2 separate regions of the Sus scrofa genome follow, and region 1 is linked to region 2. The links are chromatin contacts, called in public HiChIP or PLAC-seq maps. All regions are on one chromosome and are shown on one strand. The core of a region is the stretch at or near the end of the contact, and the rest is flanking DNA. Distances in the headings are between cores, read along the strand shown. Region 1 holds the start of IRF2BPL (interferon regulatory factor 2-binding protein-like). Region 2 holds the start of VASH1 (vasohibin-1).

What was found. HiChIP or PLAC-seq counts read pairs in DNA pulled down with a chosen protein or histone mark.
Region 1: an H3K27ac HiChIP or PLAC-seq map of alveolar macrophages shows a contact between it and region 2. The contact joins the promoter of IRF2BPL here to the promoter of VASH1 in region 2. A contact is called at or near these places in 2 of 2 datasets of contacts at active chromatin or transcription factors (alveolar macrophages and skeletal muscle).

Annotation. Positions count from the first base shown.
Region 1 is chr7:100,122,505-100,125,204 of Sscrofa11.1, forward strand. It overlaps IRF2BPL (interferon regulatory factor 2-binding protein-like), which reads right to left and starts at 1,316. Exons shown (of 2, transcript XM_001928316.6): 1 at 1-1,316.
Region 2 is chr7:99,909,299-99,911,998 of Sscrofa11.1, forward strand. VASH1 (vasohibin-1) reads left to right here and starts at 1,346. Exons shown (of 8, transcript XM_003128659.5): 1 at 1,346-1,467. LOC106504512 (a long non-coding RNA gene) reads right to left here and starts at 1,159. Exons shown (of 4, transcript XR_001298050.2): 1 at 332-1,159.

The DNA.
Region 1 (2,700 bases), core at 66-2,565, 210 kb after region 2:
GAAGGTAGGCCCCCGCCCGGGCTGTCTCCGCGGCGCCTTCTCCTCCCGGAGGGCTGGCCGGCTGGGGAGGGAGTCTGGCTGCGGGGGAGGGAGGGGGGGCGAGAAAGTTCTGCCCCAGGGGCTGGAGGGAGCGCGAGTCTCCACCGCCGGCGCAGCGCCTCTCCGCGGGGGCTCCAGCGCCTGGGCGGCGGACGAGTCCAGCCCGCTCCTCGCCCCCACCTCCTACTGCGGCTGTCTCGTCGGGAGGGTAGCTCAGGCGCCTTCTTCCTGGTGTCGCGGACCTGGACTGGAAGCTCCGGGCCCGGGGGGAGGGGGCGAGGGTGCCGGGTGCTGGCCGCTGTGGGTTCTTGGCCCCCTCCCCGGAGTGGCTGGTGCGTGGAAGCTCGAAAGGGGCTGTCTCTTCCTCTCCTCTTGGAGGGGGGGCGCCCTACGACCTGCGTCCTCTCCCCGCCAGGCTCCCTGGGGCGAAGGCTATAGAGGGTTCAGTGCCACCCGGTGCCCGGGTCCAATCTTGCTGAAGTCGCTGCTTCCCGGGAGGGCCGGGGGAGGGGTTGGCAGCCGAGAGAGGAGCTTCTCCCCTCCGCAGCGTCGGCCGTTCCGCTGGCGGCGGCTGGGTTTGCACGGCCGGAGGGAGCCGCCGCGGCCACTGCTTCCAGGATGCACGCGAGCAGAGTAGAGGAGTGCACGCACGCAGGCTCCCGCCGCCCCCAGGCCTGGCGGGCGCCCGGGCCGCCGCGGCTGGCGGCGCTCACGTTGGCTGCAGGGCGCTCGCGCGGCGCCTCGGCCCGGGTCGCATCCCTTCCCGCTCACACTCGCCCGGAATGTGGGGTTGTGATTGTTACTCTACGTTCCGGAGGCGCGTCTCGGCGCTCCCGCTCGCGCTGCGGCTCGCGCTGTCCCGGGCTTGGCCGCGCGGGATGCCGCCCGGGCGGAGCGCTGACGTCACCGCCATGCTCTGCACCAGTTCTCCCCCCCTCCCCTTTACACTTCCTCTGTGGAGCCCACTTGTTGCTCGGGAAAGGCGCATGCGCGGCAGAGAGCCCAGATTCCTCCCAGTCGGCCCCTCCTCCGCGCCTCCGCCCTCCCCTCCCCCCTCGCCGTGTGTGTACAACAGCTGAGGCCCCGCGAGCTAAGGCTGGAAGTCCAGGGCTGGGGGTGGAAATTAAACAGACGATGACCTTTCCTTTCCCCGCCCGGCTTTCCCAAGTAAAAACGCATTTAAAAACCACAAGCGTCGTTTCCGATCCCGCTCCCCACCCCACCCCTGGCAGCGGATTTAAATGTCCTGTTTCAAGATTTTCGCCTTGAATTCCACGTAGGTATTATCCATTTCATCGGCAATCAAACCTTTCCCCCCGCCCCCCCTGTGGAGGTCACATCTTTGCTACCACTGATGCCGAAGCACCTGTAAAATTAGCTGTGTTCCAGTCTTCCAAAAATTGCCTTTTCGCTTTGTTTTTGTGCCCTGGTCTAGGAACCTGCGCTTCAACAACGGAGCTAAATGAATTCAGGGGGAGATACCCCTCCCCCAAGCCGCACTCTAAAAATTTTGGCTGAATGTCTAAAGAAGCTATGAGCACCCGGAGGCCTTTAAGGAAAACAGTCCACTGGCTGCACACAGCTGCAGCTGGGGGCAGGGAGGGGGAGGTGCTGGAGAGACCAAACAGGTGAGTGGTTTTTCCGGGTTTGATTTAAAAAAAAAAAAAAAAAGGTGGGCTCAACATTTAATAGTATTGATATCTCTTTGTAAAACAGCCGCAGTTTTCAAAGTTCCTTCTCATGTGCTGTGATTTCATTCCATAGTGCTCCAGAAGGCTGAGCAAGGCCCCCATCACTTCTCATCATTATTGTTGATTGCAGACCAGATGTGTTGGTCATAGGGCTAGTTGGGGCATTTCAATTGATTTTTCTAAGTATTGGGTCTGCTTTCCCCCCACCATGAAAATTGAGACAATCCTGGACAAGGCTGGAGTGGGGGCAGACAATATAATGGAATTTCAGGTTCCGGAGCCTGGCACACTAGGTTGGAATTTCCTCTCTATCACTTACTGGCTTTGTGACCTTGAGTTAGTTACTTACCCTAAGATAATAACATCTGTTTTCCATCTGTAAAATGGGATCAGAGCTCCCAGCTTATTAGAACTGTTTTAAGATTTCATTTTGTTTCTTGTCCTGATGGGAGGCAACTCACTGAGACTTGTTGGAAGCCAGATACTGTTAGGTGGTTTAGTTGCATCATCATTACATTCTCAGTATTATCTGCAAGGTAGATTCTATTATTAACTCTGTTTTACAAGTTCCGAAAGTAGAGAGGTTAAATAAGTTGCCCAAGGTCACACAGCCATTAGAGACAGAACTGGGATCCGAATCCAGAAAAATCTGCTTTGAAAGGTGGCTTTGACAAGCTTAGGTTCTCAGAGATGGTTTGGGAGTGCTCAAAATGTCCATCATGCCCCCCCCCCATTTGTTGCATACAATCTCATGTAAAGTTCTGTGCAAATACATCTTCATAATTAACCCCCCCCATCCTCCCCTTCCAAATAGATTGTGCCACTGAATTCTTCCACATACAGAAGTGGTGGATCTGCCACTGCCCAGACTGTAGCACAGAGTCAGGTTCACAGGAAGTCATCAGAAAGGGTTGGTTATTATTAGTATTGATATTAATATTGGTACTATGACAGATTAACATGTGGAAGT
Region 2 (2,700 bases), core at 96-2,595:
AAAAAAATCAGCATAACCCAGCTGAATCCAGACCTGCAGACACCTTCGTATGGAACAGGCCCATGTAACAGACTGAGTTCCCTAGAACAAAGAGAGCCTCAAGGCCCCAGACTACATGGCTCAACAAAATGACCCCTGTCTATAAAAAAAAACCAAGCACTGCCCTGCAGGGGAGCCTGCATCTTCCTTGCTCAGAGCTCTTGACCACTCTGGTGGTCAATAAACTGTGCCTGCAATCTCACTGCTCCAGCCTCTGCCTCCTCCTTCCTGCCCCTTCCTTCTAACAAGTTCAACTAATCATCAGCTGTGTTAACTTGAAAAAGTGACTCACTGAGACTGGGCTTCTCCATCTGCATAATGAGTATGTTGTAGTTGCTGGTTCCTGGTGGCATTTACAGGCTTGGAGTCTTCCTGCCTCAGTCAGCATAAAAGGATCCCCCCTTAACTAGCTTTCTTGAAATCCACTGACCCTTTGCATTATGATCAGACCTGGTTTCTGATATGGGAGGCAGCAAGAGGGTGCTACTGAAGCTAGAGAACCTAAGATTCAGATACCAGGAACAACTTTAAGGAACAGATGGGGCATCACTGAGGACCTCGGGATTCCCCCGAGGCCTTCTCTGTCCCAGCCCAAGGGAAGTGGGACATGTGGCAATCACAGACCTAAAGAATCTGAATCTGCCTGCCTGGGCCCAGGAATCTGCATTTACTCTCAACACTGTTTTTCATACTAACTGCTGGTGGGGGAGAGGAGAGGAGTCGGAAAGCACGCATCCACCGCTGTCTCATTTTAGTACATCTTAGGAAAGTTCTTCGCTTTTGCCCCCAATTCACGCCTACCGCTCTGTGGGAGGGGGAGGGTGCCGTGGGCCTCCGCAGTCCTGGGCACGCACAACGAGCCGACCTTTAGCCTTTTTCTGGGCCGGCTGACCCTGCACCGTGGCTCGTGGTGCTGGGACTCGAGGGCAGCCTCCTTCCTGCGGTGGGCGCGAGGGCGCCCAGAGCCGGGTCCAGGGAGGCCCACTAAGGGCGAAGCCAGCGCAACCTGCTCTCACTGGCGGAGGTGGGGGGGGGGGCTGCTAGGGTGATTTTAACCCTTTCGCTTGCAGAGGTAGTGACCCTGACCCCTAAGTATCTTTCTTTAGGAACGCGCGCGCCAAGAGGACTGTGCTCACCCAGGGTGAAGGCCTCGGCTGAGGGGGAAACCGAGGCCCACAGAGGGGAGCGATCTATTCGTTATCCCACAGAAAAACAAACGCTGAATCCGGTCTGGAACCCTGGGTTTCCAAACCATCCTCTGGTTTCTACACCCCGAGAAGTCCAGCGAGGCAGGCAGTTCCCGTAGGAAAGTCCCGACCGCCGGCCTTCTGAGCCCGGCCGGAATCTCCGTGGACTTTGCGCTCGGTTGGGCACTTTGTAAACTTCCCCGGCAGCTCTGCACCGGCGTCGCAAGGCCTTTTGCGAGAGGTGAGAGGGGGAGCACAAGCCCACCCGCGTCCTAGAGACGACTTGAGGCAGAGGAATGGCTGCGGGAGGCGAAGAGCTGGGCGGGAACGCACTGGCCCTTTAAGGGGGGGACGGAGCGCATGCGCGGCGCGGGCTGGAGTCGCGCCGGGTGGGCGGCGGGCGGGCAGGGGACCCAGCCGGCGGCTGCTGGGCCCCCAGGCGGCAGGGGCAGCGGTGGCCGGAGCTTCACCGAGCCGCTGAGCCGCGATCTACGCGTGGATTCAGTTTTTTATGGGCTGCTTTCCGGGGACTAGCGCACCCTGCCCTTGCTGAGGCTTTGTCCCTTGCCTCCAGCTGCAGCCGTGCGTGCGCGAGCCTCTGGGCTTGCTCTCCCGGCCCCGAGGTCCTGTTTCCAGCCCTTGGCCGGGGGCGGGGTGGGGGGTGGCGGTAAGCGAGAGCCCGAGCGAACAGCTGCGCGAGCATCCTTTGCCTGCCTCCGCTGCGCCACCGCCCATGCTGCAGCCAGTCCGGGGCGGCGACCCTGTGGCCGCAGCCCGCCATTCGGTGACCTCAGCCTGGCCCCTACGCGCCGCCCGAGCCTCCCCCGCTGAGCCTCGGGCCCCAGAGCGGGACCTGCGCCCCGCGATGGCTCGGCTGGCGCAGCGCGGCGCCGGATGCCCGCCATCCGCCCGCTGAGACGCGCTGGGTTGGGGACCGGCGGGGCCTTAGCCCTCCCAGCTTCGCCTCCCCGCCGCGCCCTTCCCCATTCTGGGGGCTCCTCTCCTGTTTCCCGGGGCCGAGGGGACAGGGGGCTGAGACAAAGCCCACTTTGTGCGGGGAGTTGGCTGCGGGCGTGGAATGTGCGCGTCGGCGCGCGCCCCGCCAGCTGCGAGTCTACGCTCCCCGACTCATCCCTTTGGAGAAATCGCGCTCCCTCGCCGCCCTTCGGCCCGGGGGTCCGGGCTCCGAGCTGACGCGGCCTGGAGTCGCCTCGGTCCCCGACCCTGGAGCGCACAGGTGTGAGCGTACGATATTTTGTAGAGGAATTTGTTTCTGTCCAAAACTGGGAGCTGGGACGCCCAGTCGGCGTGGGCATTCGTGCCTTGACCCTTTCTTGGCCGCTGGTCTGAGCCGCCTGGCCTCAGTTTCCCTCCGACTTTTCTCCTCTGCCAGCCGAGACTGCTGTCCGTTATTGTTCTCGCTGTCAAATGGGAGAGCGTGGTGAAAGCTGCCAAGTTGGGGTGTATTCTTTAT